Linked DNA regions of Rattus norvegicus: region 2 is linked to region 1. A link is a contact called in public Hi-C data. All regions are on one chromosome and are shown on one strand. Each heading gives the region's core, a stretch centred on a gene start, on an enhancer-like site or on the middle of the called end of the contact. The rest is flanking DNA. Distances are from core to core; before and after follow the strand shown.

What was found. A called contact is a pair of places that touch in the nucleus more often than the background predicts.
Region 2: a Hi-C map of Schwann cells shows a contact between it and region 1, with 4 times the contacts expected there. The contact joins the promoter of Wbp4 here to the enhancer-like site in region 1. A contact is called at or near these places in 4 of 12 Hi-C or Micro-C datasets (the A7r5 cell line, Schwann cells, kidney and 1 more).

Annotation. Positions count from the first base shown.
Region 1 is chr15:61,193,785-61,201,257 of GRCr8, reverse strand. It overlaps Mtrf1 (mitochondrial translation release factor 1), which reads right to left. Exons shown (of 11, transcript NM_001399523.1): 7 at 3,654-3,826; 8 at 2,249-2,366. Among named protein-coding and RNA genes, the nearest start is that of Mtrf1, 12 kb to the right of the region's middle. Within about 2 kb of position 3,062, at least 8 of the 93 cell types and tissues checked have an H3K27ac peak or open chromatin away from gene starts, as enhancers often do. A contact at or near this core is called in Schwann cells, where this site is marked.
Region 2 is chr15:61,295,099-61,301,909 of GRCr8, reverse strand. Wbp4 (WW domain binding protein 4) reads left to right here and starts at 2,170. Exons shown (of 11, transcript NM_053766.2): 1 at 2,170-2,273; 2 at 2,551-2,746; 3 at 3,264-3,336; 4 at 6,344-6,406; 5 at 6,486-6,609. The coding sequence starts at 2,745. It overlaps Trnae-uuc8 (transfer RNA glutamic acid (anticodon UUC) 8), which reads right to left and starts at 2,029; the gene lies at 1,958-2,029. LOC134481995 (a long non-coding RNA gene) reads right to left here. Exons shown (of 2, transcript XR_010057966.1): 2 at 3,717-6,811.

The DNA.
Region 1 (7,473 bases), core at 1,813-4,312:
AAACATATCATAATATATGATGTGGCTGGGTCACTTCTTAACCTCCACATGGCTAATCCACCCCCCTCCAATATTCCCAAATTATTACCTACTAAAACCTATATTCCATCGTGGCTGCCCCACACCCAGTCAGGGGCCCTCTTAGGGCACAATCCTCCGGCTCCTACATGGTGGCTATGCTCTCTGTCTCTCAGGTGTGATGTCTCTCCTCTGCTTGTCCTAGCATGGCGGATCTCTCTCTTCTTTTCTTGGTCTCTAGCCTGGGAATCCTAAAAGTCTTGCCTCTGTCTCCCTGCTATTGGCCACCTGCACCTTTATTTACCAATCAAAACCAACAATTTTAGGGACCCAGATTAACATAATACGGGTACCATTAGACCAAACCCACAACAGCCAATATGAACTGTTATACCTAAAACAGATTGAGTCAGAGCTGACCACTGGGCAGCCCTTCCTGCACCTACGTATGAGTTCTATGGTTTTTGTGGCTGATACTGAAGAATGCTACTAATAAGCCAAAGAGTTATGGTTATAATACTCATGCTCTGTTATCTCAGTGTTCTGAAATCCCCTATTCATCACCCATCCACCAACCCTTTCCTTACTCACGACCAATCAGCTTAAAGGTTACCTGGTAATATTTTGCCTAGTGAGTCAACTGCTCCCCTCCTTGCCCTTTAAACCTTTGAACCTAATTTTTTTTTTCTTATAAAAAGTCTATCCTGAGAGCAGAGTGGGGCTGCAATTAGCCTCTCGAGTCCTTTTTGCTGTCCTGGACATCCAGTATTACGGTGTGCAGTCAATAAATTATTCTTGCTTAGCTGAGGTCAGTATTTGGTTTGAGTGTTGATTCCTGAACCCCAACAAGTATGACTTCCATCACCCAATTCTGGACCACCAACAAAAAAGACAAGTGCACTGCTCATGTGGTCAGAGGCCTTTGAGTTAGAGGCAATGGGAGACACCTGCTGTAGGTGCTAAGAACTACACTCCAGTATGTGATCTTAACTGGAGCTATTTCTCTAGCCCTGGCTTTACATCTGACAGTGCTTGAGATCAATCACGAGGCTCAGAGTTTGAATCCTAGTAGCCACATAACAAGTCAGGTGTCTTCGCAAACACCTATAAGGTCCAGCTCTTTGGGATCAATCTCCTTCCAGCTTTCATGTATGCCGAGACTTGCACACATGCCAACACTAGTACAGACACACAATTTAAAAAGAAATGAAAGTAAAAGGAAAAATTGTTTTACTCTGAAAAGTGATGCTAATGCACCACATAATAAGTTGACGGTCTGCATGTACGATAGCTGTCCTATAACCTCTCATGCCTACTGGGGCGTGCCTTAGTGTTCAGCCATTTATAATTTTCATCCAGTGAAAACACTGTGCAATGATAAATTCCCCAGAGTTTATCACTGTTGTGAAACAATGTATTTAAAATCACCTTGATGAATTAAAAATAAAATCTTGTACTTTGTCAAGGTGACCAAGTGTCCTGGTATCAGGGACACCGCTAGTGCAGCAGAGCCTCACAGCACTGGAAGTTCATCTTCAAGATAAAAAGGATCCAGAGCGATGGTGTGTCTGCACTGTATCTCTGTCCTCTTGTAACTGGACCGAAGCACAACTCGTGGAGCCACTATCATCCTCTATCCAGGCCTTTCCTGCACAGCTATGCTTACCACCCACATCCTTCAAAAGAGGAACTGCTTCCAAACAGAAGGAGAAACTACACACCACTGGCCCATCAGACCCACAAATGCCATTGCAATCTGTAATGCAATGCAATTACATTTGTGCAAGGAGCTGTAAACTACCAGAGGACCTTCCTCTGAGTACTAGCTAGTTAGTATATAGAGGGAAGAAAAAATGAAAGCTGTGGAGGTTTGAATGAGAGTAGCCCCCATTAGCTCAGATATTTGAATGCTTGGTCCTAAGTTGGTAGAACTGTTTGGAAAGGATTAGGAGGTGTGGCCTAATTGGGGAGGTTTGTCACTTGGGGGTGGGCTTGAAGATTTCAAAGCCCACACCATTCCCTTAGCTCTCTCTGGCTTGTGCACAAGCTCTCAGCTACTGCTACAGCACTGTGCCTGCGGCTGCCATGTTCCCTGCCACAATGGTCACAGACTCGGACCCTCTGGACCACGAGCCCCAGATCAAACAATTTCTTCTGTAAGTTGCCTTGGTCACAGTGTCCTAGCCCAGCGATAGAAAGTAACTAAGACAAAAGGAAAAGTCTTGCTCACCTGTGGGGATATGGACGAGCCTCACAGCACTGTCTGTTGTGTTGACATGCTGCCCACCGGCTCCTCTGGCTCGAAATGTGTCTACGCGCAGATCCCTGGGATCTACTTTCACATCTACCTGGGGGGAGAAAAAAAAATATATATACATATATACATATATATATATATATCATAAGAAAATTCACAATCCCACAAACACTTTATTCTGAGAGTTTTCAGATAAACTAAACTATTTATGTAAACCATGAATTTAAAAAAAAAATAATACCAAACACCCACACCCCCCCCCCTCAGCTGAGTCAGGGTTTCTATGTGTAACTCTGGCTGTCTTGGACCTCACTCTATAAATCAGGCTGGCCTCAAACTCAAGAACCCAAAGATCCACCTGGCTCTGCCTCCTGACTGTTGGAATTAAGGACATGTGCTACCACCACACAGTGAAATAAACGACCAATTTTAACGAGATCCTATTTTAATTTGGGGGGCGCCGAGGCCTGAACTTCGGGTGGCACGCAAGCTGGGCACGCACCGCGCATTATACCTCTGAATTTTACCCTGCTTTCTGGGTGCAGGTTCTAAACGCTGACTTGGAATGGTATGAGATCACTGAATTGTGGGATCTTTGAAGAGTTTCACTGCTGATTATCTAACAGTTCTCTAGACCATAAAGATGTCTATAATGTACATTACTGATCTCATTGTCACCAGATCCTGTTAGAAACCCACCAAGATCTCTCTGCGTCCCATGCTACGTGCACAGTGAGTCACTTGAGCCGCTCCACCTTCTGGTGTTTGTGGCCACGGTCAGACAGGGTGACATTCTATCTTCTTGTTTCAGCTCCCACACAGACAACCACAGGATGGGTAGAGTGCGCCGGGCAGAGTAGCAGAGGACAAAGGAGCTTTGACTTGGGGTTATGAGGGCTTTAACCTCAGTGGAGCAGCCTCAGGCTAACCACTTCTGAGACTTGTTTCCTCTCTTATAAGGCAAAAATATTGAATCTAACAGGAGGGTTGTTTTTGAGATTTAAGACTATAGTCTATATGAGCTATGTATATGTATATAAATGGGTGAATTCTAAACTACAGAGTAAATCCTTAACCACTACTCCTAAGGCTAAGTGGTCCCTCTTTTCCCCTCCCCACCGCGTGTGTGTTTATTGGTGGGTCACATTTTAACTCCTTGAATTTTATTTGAAAAGGGGATCTGGGGCTGGAGAGATGGCTCAGAAGTTAAGGGCAGTGGTTGCTCTTCAAAGATCCTAAGTTCAATTCCCAGCAACCGCATGATGGTTCACGACCATCTATAAAGGGATCTGATGCCCTCTTCTGGCGTGCAGATGTACGTGCAGACAGAACATAAAAATAAACAAACATGTCCTGGGGAACTTCCTGGGGAAGTTACCTCATCTGGCTGTGGAAGGACAATAACTGACATCGTCCCCGTGTGAATACGCTGCATCCGAGATGACAGGCCCACCTCTGGGATTCGCTGAACTCGATGAATTCCACCTTCATACTTCAAATGCTTATAGACACTGTCACCAGAAATGCGGGCAGCTGCATGATGCAGTCCACCTGGGGAGGAAGATTCAGAAATACTAGTGCTTTCTTTTTTTTTTTTTTCAGAGCTGAGGACCGAACCCAGGGCCTTGCGCTTGCTAGGCAAGTGCTCTACCACTGAGCTAAATCCCCAACCCCAATACTAGTGCATCCTACTTTGAAAAAGATTAAGATTATAGCTATCCTTAAACTAAGGCCTGTCTGAATACAGCACATGAGATGGAAACCCAAGAGAAATAAACTAGATTATCCCTATATAGAATATAAAAATATATAAAATAAAACAAGTCAAGAATATTATTATGGTCATCTCTGGGGAGGTGAGTAACAGTGTAGTTATGTTTTAATTCTTGTACTATTTATTTATTTATTTATTTATTTATTTATTTATTTATAGATAGGGTCTTGCTATGTAATTCAGGCTGGCCTTGAACTCACAATTCTGTTTCAACCTCTCAAATGCTGGGAATCAAGATGCAGCTGCACTTAACATCTGGCTTGTACTTTTTGGATTCCAATTGTTCTATAAAGAACTTTTACTTGGTAATATTAAGAAAAATATCATTTAAGAAAAAAGTAATACTGGGACATTTTCTGCATTGGATTACCTGTAAATTTTTAGGCAAATAAGCACCATACATCAGAAAAGGCTCAATAACACAATTTCCCACCATTGAATATCTTTGAGCCCTTCTGAGTTTCAAGAATTAAAAGTTAACCCTTATCTGGGATGTGGAAAGATTGTTACATACACACAAAAAAATCTTAGTGGTTAGGCTTTAGCTTTTTATCTAATAGCTTTTTAAAAACATTTTTATGATATAAGAAGTTATAAAATAGCCAATGAGATGTCTCAGCAGAAAAAGGCACTTCTGCCTAGCCTGATGACCCAAGTTCTATGTTCTGAAGTTGTCCTCTGACCTCTACATGAACCCCACAATGTGCCCTTCCACCCAAAATAAATGAAAAACTGAATGTAAAAGAGGCAAACAACTCCATGAATATTCAGGATAGAAAAGCACAAGACTCAAATATGTAATTCAGTAACCGCCTGCTCCCGCTCTCCTCCCCCAGGTCCTTTTCAATTCCACTACGTCTGTTGATGTGATAAAACACTCTGAAAGAAAAACAACTTGGGGGGAAGGGTATACTCTAGCTCACAATTCCACTCTACAGTCCATCACCGCAGGGAAATTTAGTAGGAACCTGAAGTAGCTGATTATATACACAGTCAGCAGAGAGGAAAATAAACACATGCATGCCCACTGCTCGGCTGGCTTTCTCCAGTCTACAGTCCAAGGCCTAAAACCAGGTGACGGTGCTCCCCACCTCAGGCCGGGTCTTCCTACATCAGCTAAGGCACTCGAGATAATCACCTGCACACACGCCTAGAGGCCGGTCTAGTCTAGACTGTCGCTCCTTGAGACTTTCTTACTAGACGATTCTAGGATGTGTCAAGTGGACACTCATCATCACAGTGAGCCGGCACATGGTGACCTTTACTACTGTCTTCGTTGTAAGTGTACTTACCTGAAAATCCCCCGAGAAGTCTTTTCTGTTTAAAACCAATTAATAGCTCAGTAGCAAAGTTCATGCTCATCAATGAAAAAGGTCTTAGGTTCAATGCCCATCACCCCCAGCCCCAGGAGATAAGTCCCTTAAGTCTCTTCCTTCACCTCTCAAATTCCTATGTATTGAGGTGGTTGACCTACAGAAGTCCAGCAGTCTGCATGAACGTTTGTGTGTCATATCCCCTGGAATAGATCCAGTTACAGACATCTGTGAGCTGCCATGTGGGTGCTAGGAATTGAATCCAGGTCTTCTGGAAGAGCAGCCAGTGCTCTTAACTGCTGAGCCATCCCTCCAGCCCGACTACATATTCTTGCTGCAAGCTAACCCTGTTCTGCTGCTGAGATGGGGTCCGGAGACTGGACCTACATCAGCCTGAGCCCTTGGCAAGATTATAGGGACATGTGGTGCCTGCTAGCTCTCCTTTAATCTACGAAAGGGTCGATGAGATGACCCAGTGGGTAAAGGCTCACTGCCAAGCCTGCATTCAGTCCCTGGGACCCACATGGTACAAGGAGAGAACTGACTCTTGCAAGTTGTCCTGTGACCCCCACACGTACACTGCAGCACTCATGCACCCCTTGGCAAACATACGGTCTCGGCAGCTTCTTATCAAGTCTAATGCATTACTAAGGGTTATAAAACAGCCTTATTGATTCCCTTTTTACTCATCAAATAAAATAGATCATTTATAAAGATATATCTGCCAGGTATGGTGGTATATGCCTTTAACCCCAACACTTGGGAGGCAGAGGCAGGTGGATTTCTATGAGTCAAAGGTCAGCCTAGTCTATATAGGGAGTTCCAGGCCAGTGAAAGCTACACAGTAAGACCTTATTTCAAAAAATAAAACAACAACAACAATAACAAAAAAACAATTTAAAAGGATACACCCATCTTTCCCTGACTACAGCTTGATTAGCCAATGGCACAGTTACATGGGAAAGGCTAAATGCTTGATTGGGTCCTTTACTAGTCTTACCAATATAATAGCGCTTTGAAAAAACACAATGAATTGGGTAGGTTCCTTTAACCATCTGAAAATAATCAATTATTTTTCATTAATTAATAGTGTGTATAGTATAGAGTGATCATGCAAAGAGACTGATGTGGAGATCAGAGGAACCCTTCCTGGAATAGGTTCTCTCTAACTACCTCAGGTCTCCAGGCCTGTGCAGCCAGTGCCTTTACCAGGTGACAGATATGCATTAGGAGACAGATATAAAAAATGTGATGGTTGCATTCCATTCATTAAGCCAGGAACTAAGACAGAGTGAAGCCACGACATTTAAATTTCCTACCTAACACTCTAACATGATTCTCCTCGCCAGGAGTGGTGGCACACACCTTTAATCCCAGCACTCCAGAGGGACAGACAGTTCAATCTTATGAATTTCAGGCCAGTCTGGTTTACAAAGTGATTTCTAGGATAGCCAGGGTTATGTAGTGAGAACTTAAAAAAGATGAAAGAAAGAAGGAAGGACAGAAAGACACACAGAGACAGACAGACAGACAGACAGACACAGAGAGACACAAAATTATTCTCTCCCGGCCATGCTCTTTACTTCATGCTGAATACAAACATTTGAATTTATATAAACTGGAGAATCCTACATCTTTCCTGTGTAAATTAATAGAGCCAGTGGGTTTCATTCAATTCCTCTCTCCCTAGCTATGTGCAGTCCGCTAGTTTACATAACAGCTAGCTTATATCCTTGCCCATGCTTTGTCTCCCACCCCCACCCACAGCATCATCCATGACTGTGGTCCTGCACAGATAAAAGAGGAGCTATGTGTGCAGATTATCTGACCAGTGCATATAAAGGAATATGACACATTTTTCAGTTCATCTATTTATCAAGAGACTTTTGCAGGGGAAAACAGGAGCCTGTTTAGAGCACTAAATACAATGTTGACATTTAGCTGTGAGACTGATATCACCCACTAGCCCCTGGACCAATGTGCCAGCATCTGGACGGACGCTAACAAAGCTCCCTGCTGCCTGAATTTTAAAAGACGGTGAAGGGCTGATATCCCCTAGAGAAAGGGAGTGAAGGTATATTGCTGGACTTGCCAGTCTGTACCAACCAGGT
Region 2 (6,811 bases), core at 921-3,420, 100 kb before region 1:
TTCTTGATGACATGCGATACAGGAAAGTTGTAGATATAAATTTCTGCTCCCACTATCTGTCCAAGATCTATCTAAACGTTGTGAAGAACACACTGGTATGGAGACCCTAGGGGGCTGCTAGAGAGGTTTGGAGCACTTGTTACTCCTGCTGAGACCAGGGTTTGATTCCCCAGCACCCAAACACGGTGGTTCACCACCATCCGTAACTCCAGTTCCAGGATCTGACACACTGTTCTGACCTCCCTGGGCGCCAGACACACACGTGGCACACACGAAGGCAAACGTACATACACACAAACAATTTTAATGAACATTGTTCTAAAATCTAGTCTGGTGTCATAAGCCTGTGATCTGTGCACCGAAGAGGCAGGAGCAAGGGTAAAAGGGCCTCTTCATCATCACAGAGACTTGGAGGCTACCCTGGGGTGCATGAGAAGAGGTCTGAGCATACCTACCTTACCCTCAACCTCAGAAAGACTCTAAAACAGGCGTTGAGGCAAATGCCTGAAATCCCTCTGCTGAGAGACAGAAGGAGGAGGATCCCAAACCCCAGCAGTTCCAGCTCCAATGAGTTCTAGGCTATCTTGAGCCGCACGGAGAAACCATCTTAATACAACGATGATAAGGTGCTTACGGCTCCAAAGCTAGAAGACACCACTACACTAAGGTCGAAGACCTCCACAAGGTCCCATAGCTAATGACTGGAGCGGAAATGAGATTCTACCCAGCATTACCCACCTGCCTAGAGCGCCTGAACAGCGGGAACCTCAAAACATCGGGGGAGGGAGGGAAGATGTGCATAAACACTCATGTTTTAAATATTTGCTAACGGGGTTTTCTGGTTTTAATTTTTACGAGGAAAAGCCAATTAACCACTAATCGCACAGAACACATAAATAGCTATTTTCAAATTCAGCTGTGCCAGTTAAGGCTATAAAATATTTCGGGAACACACAAACAACCAAAACTTCTGCTCAATAATGGCTCTGACCAGAAACTCATCCGCGGGAGTCAGTTTTTCCTTATTTGCGCCCAAAGGCCCAACAGACTAAACATTACAGCTGCCCCATTTTTCTAATTTCAACTTGCATTTATGATAACGCTTTTGTTTCCTTTACAGCGCTCGGGCTGCTGACACAGCTGGGCCGCTTCTTTGTAATAAACACAGGGCTTCTATATTTAAAAGTACAGTGCAACTTTGTTGTAACATCCCCTCCCCAGTCTCCGGGCTAATTTCTGTCTTCCAAGCTCCACCTCCATCCCATGATTTTTTTTTTTTTTTTAAATCAGTGACGCTCCAAACAGCCTCCCGGAAAGCCGGTTCTGTTCTTTCAGACGTCTCATCACAGTGGTATTTTTCTTCTCCGCAGTTTTGCCGTGTGTTTGAAGAGGAAAGAGGAGTTAGAAGGAACATAAGAGGCGTTCTGCAAAGGCCTTGCCTTAAGGCGAGGGCTGCTTGAGGGGCGGGCTGCAGTGCACGCGGCGGGGGTCCCAGGACCGGGCGAGCGATAAGGATCGCCAGGGGACCGGCGATAGGGAGCAGCGGGGGCTGGCGTGCCGAGGGGTCTCCAGCCACTGTTGACAGTAACTGGAGCGCGGCGGGCACGCCCCGGCCCGCCGAGTCGGAAGGGGGCGGCGGAGCAGGGTGTGGACCGAGGGGGCACCCGGGCGGGGGGAGATAAGGCGAGGCCCGAGTTAATCATCACCTCCCGAGTGCCTGGAAAAGTACGGGTTGAGGGCGGGGTGCAGCGGCGGGGAAAGCGAAACTCCTCCCGCATAGCCCGGAGGGCACCGGCCGCTCATCCGGCCTCCGCGAGCTAGTTCCCAGCCCCACTACCAACTACACCGTTTGCTCACAAACTCAACCGAACGCAGACGCTGAAGTTAACCAGAGCCACTAGAAAGCAAAACCAGTTCGTCCAAAGTCGAGTATATTAAGAAAAGAAAAGCTATACTGTTCCCATACCGGGAGTCGAACCCGGGCCGCCTGGGTGAAAACCAGGAATCCTAACCGCTAGACCATATGGGAAGTGCTACTACGAGCACTGCCGTAACCCACCTGACTAGCGTCAGCGATGCTACCGCTCTGCACGACGCGAGCTGAAGCCGCCCCCGCGGCCGCTGCCCCACTCGCGGGCACGAGCCCGGCGGAGCGCGCGGGCGTGGCGGCGGGGAGGAGCGGGCCGACGCGCCCCTGGAAAGTTCTGAGGCGAAGCCCAGCGCCCCGTGCGCTCCCGGAACCGGCGGCTGCGCCTTTCTTTCTCAGCCGTCAGGTCCGGGCTGCTCCCCGATCACAGAGCGGGCGGGCAAACCGGCAAAGCCGAGGGCGGCGCCGTCTGTGGGAACAGCTGCGCGCGGCGGGGGTTGCGGGGAGGCGGTCGAACCTCTCGGCCGCGAGCCAACTCGGGAGTGGAGGTTCTGGATCCCGGGAGGCGTGAGACCCGCGGGATGGAGCCTGGCTGGGACGCTCAGGGGCCGCAGCTCCGGTCCCGTCGCGCTTTCGTCCCTTCTGGGTGACCTCAACCCCTTTATACCGACCCCACCTCTCAGGCGCCGCGAGTACCGCCCCGTGGGGGAGGGGAAGAGGCGGTGACACCGCGCGCGCGGATTGGGCCGTCGAGGCTGCCGTAGGCCGCCCGCGGAAACGCCGCGTCGGGGGACGCCGAAGCCCGGAGGTCCAGGCTTTCGCCACCGGCGGACATCAGTGAACGGGCTCGCAGGCTACAGACGGAGCAGCCGCAATCATGTGAGTCGGGACGGGTTGGGCTTGCGTCGCGAGGCGCCCGCGAGCGGCCTCCTCCTCCTCCCGCCCCTCCGCTCGCCCAGGGCTGCCCGACCTGCCAGGCGGGTTCTCTGGGAGAACGCGGCCGCCCTTTCGGCCGGAGCCCCGGACCTGGGTGCTGCCCCCGCCCGCCCGCCCGCCCGCCCGCCGGCTCCGGAGGCCAGGGTGACGCTGCGGCTGCAGAAGTCCTGTGGCTTTTCCCAGCCTCGCGTCCCCAGAACAAATGAATTAGCTAGAAGGGCACAGGGAAGGGAAGTACTCTTCTTTGAGACTCGTATTTCTTCATTACCGTGCTGTAGCGAGAAGCCTGTCATTTATCTTAGGGAGAGCAGTTTTCCACGGAATTTAGCTTTACATAAATAGTACATCTGCTTTGTTAAGACAGAAGTCCGTCAACAACCTTATATCCCAGTTTTTAACAAGCATAAAAATTCTCTTTCAATTTTTTTGATAAACTTAAGAGTTGTTTTTCCTTTTTCAGGGCCGACTACTGGAAGTCACAACCGAAGAAATTCTGTGATTACTGCAAGTGCTGGATAGCCGACAATAGGCCTGTATGAAATTTTTAGTAAAATATTCATGTGATGTGTTGCTTTTTTACTACGTAGTGTTTATAAACCATTTTCATGTACAGTGCTCTTTATTCTTCAAAACCTAAAAAGATTTCTTTTGAATCCCCTTATGAAAGCTACAGCCTTCTTTGCATCAATCTAACTTAAGACCAAATTATTTCTGAGGCCTTTGAGGAACTGGACAGTGAGTGGAGTGATCTTGTCCTTGTTTATGGAATACCTGCCCCTTAAGAAGAAAAAAAATTCTACTTTCCCCTGTTCTCCAGAGAGGGGAGAACAGCATTATTTCCTCACGAAATACAAGTATAACAACTGTAATACTCCTTATGATGATACACTTGATCCCACAGGCAGGTTGATTTTGGGGGGTTTTTTTGTTTGTTTGTTTTTCCAAGACTGTTTTCAGACAGCAACTTACTCTAGACCAGGCTAGGCTCAAACTCACAGAGATCCTTGTGCCTCTGCTTTCCAACTGTTGGGAATAAAGGTGTGCACCACCACCTGATTCCTGGATCCAACTTTTGGGGCATAAGAGTCAGCTGGCTTTTTTCCCTTTCAGACATGCCTATTAAGACAAACTACTGTATCAGAAACTGTGGGGACTGGAGAGATGGCCCCGCAGTAAAGAACAACTCCAACTCTTGCCAAGGGTTGGAGGCTAGTTCCCAGGACCCACGTGGAAGCTCAAAACTCCCTGTAACTCCAGTTTCAGGGTATCTGACAGCCTCCTGTGACCTCCGTTAGCCACTGTCCCCATGTGGTGCATATGCACTTACAGGAGCATAGACCCACAAGGTAAGTTTTAGAAACCTACAGGGTCAGCAAGGGCAGACGCTGCTCCCACCTCTAATCCCAGCATTGGGAGGCCGGTCCAAGCAGATCTCTGAGCTCAAGGGCCACCTGTTGTACAGAGTGAGTTCAAGGACAGCCAGGTCTACACAGAAAGCCTGTCTTGAAAAAAAATAAAATAAAATAAAATGAACAGCCGTACAGTATCTTGCCTTATGCATAACCTTACTACTTGGCAGAACTGTTGTACACCACGGAATGATGCCACGGTTTATGCTGCATTCCGTCATTGAACACTGTTAAATCATCTTTGGCTCTGAGAGGAGTGTAGCTCTTCCCTTGGCTTTGCTAGTAGTTGCTGAACATTGTGCATATTTTATTTAGCTTAGGTTAATCCTTACCAAAACTGCCATGAGATTTTAAAACTACATAGATCGAAACAAGTATCCTTCCCTGGAGGTACCTACACAGTAAAATAATTTTAATAAGTTATAAAAATAAATTACCTTTCCAGAGGTCTGTGTGTGTCTCCCCATATATCTAGTGATTTAGCTATTAATGAAAAACAGTATTTAATTTTGAGTGGTGCTTTAATACAGTATTCTTTGTACGGTATAATCAACTGTAAGTAACCCAGTATAGGAACAATAGAGATGACTGTTTGCCTTATGAACTCAAGTTTTAAAGAGGTACTCTGAGGAGTATATTAGAATAGCTTGATTAATGCATTATACAGGACTCAACCGGCCAGACTTTTAGGGGATTTCTTATTTCTTACCACCATCTGTAATTTGTGAGAATTTCTGGTTATTTAAGTAGGTCCAGTGCTCAGTCAGCCATCCCTGTCCCCAGCCATCTAATTAATGCTCCTCTTCAGAAGTCACCTCCCCCTTTTCCATGTTGCCCTTTCATTACTTCTGTGTACGTGTATTTTATTCCATCTTGTTTACAAGGTAGCAGGGTCTTATAACTGAACAGTATCTCCTGAAGGTGTCTCTCATGTCAGTACGTAGACTGTGCTCCTTTCCGTTCAGTAAAGGTCTGTGGGAGTGTGCGCAGTTCACTTAGCCAGTCCCCAGTAGGTAGACTTCAAAGTTTTCGCTACAGACAATACTGCGAAGAGTAACTTTGTTTTATTATATCACTTTGCACAATGTGAGGAATTTTTTAAATTTATTGTACGGTGTGTGTGTGTGTGTGTGTGTGTGTGTGTGTGTGTGTGTGTGTTGGTATGGGTGTTCCCTGGTATGGGAATGATGGGAATGGCAGTGGACAACTTCAGGAGTCTGTTCTTTGATCATGTGGGTCATGGGGGTTGAATCTGGTGGTCAGGTTTGGTGGCAAGCACCTTTACCCACTAAGCCATTTTACCTGCCCAAACAAGGAAGTTTTTAGGTATCTTTCTTAATGTTTTAAAAACCAAGTCTTTTACCTACTTTGGCTCTTTGAAACAGGGTTTCTGTGTGTAGCCCTGGCTATCCTGGAACTACCTCTGTAGATTAGGCTGGCCTCCAACTCAGAGATCTACCTGCTTCTGCTTCCAGAGTACTTAAAAGATTAAAAGAGAGCCCCACCACTGCCCAGCTAAGACCAAATCTTTAAGGATAATTTTTTATTTCTCTTAGACAGAAAAACAGAACAATGAAGTTTTAGAGGCTTTGCCAGTTTTGACATTTGATGTTGAAAGGTAGTGGGTGGTGTTTTTTTGCTGTTGCTGTTGCTGTGGCTTTTATTTGTTTGGTGATTGTTCTGGTTTGGGCAAATAGGGTTTTTTCGTTATTATCTTTTTGTTTCAAGACGAGCTATCCCATGAGCACATAGCTTCAACTGGCTTGGAACTTGAATGGTCTTCCCAGTGCTAGGCTTACAGGTGTATGCCACTGCCCAACTGCGACGTCTTTCTTTTTGCAAGGCTTCATGTCTCAAGCCCTTCTTATACCCATATTCACTGGGCCAGTCAGGAGAGGACTGTGTGTGTCCTCCCACTGGCGTGGTTGTCCTGGCTCATCCTAAGAACCAGAGAACGCCTGGTGGGAGAGCGCAGTAATCTGCTTCACCACTAGCATCATTTGACACGAGGTCAGTTTGCATTAAACTGGTCATTTCTGTTTTCTGCCATGACCATTTTATATTTCAGCCCTGTGGGTACACTGTTAGTTTACTGTGAATTTAATAATTATTTCCCTTTCTCCTTTTCCAGAGTGTTGAATTTCATGAAAGAGGAAAGAACCACAAGGAAAATGTGGCCAGGAAGATCAGCGAGGTACCCCTGGCGCTTTCTTCTCTTTCCAGGCAATGGTGGTCTCTTCTCTCACTCTTGCCTTCACCTGTGTCTTACACAGATTAAACAGAAAAGCCTGGATAAGGCAAAGGAAGAAGAAAAGGCATCCAAGGAGTTTGCTGCCATGGAGGCGGCTGCCCTGAAGGCATACCAAGAGGATCTGAAAAGGCTTGGCTTGCAGTCAGGTACATTAGCACGCACACCTTGGTTTCCACACAGGAGTTCTGCACTTGCAGTAGTCAGGCCAGTGCTTTCATGAGGTACCACACTCCTATTAAGGGTGGACCCTGAAGTACTTTTGTGCTTGTGCTGGTGCAGGTACTGTAGTGGTTTTGTTGTTGAGATGAAATCTAGCATATTCTGGGGTTGTGTTGAACTCATGAGCCT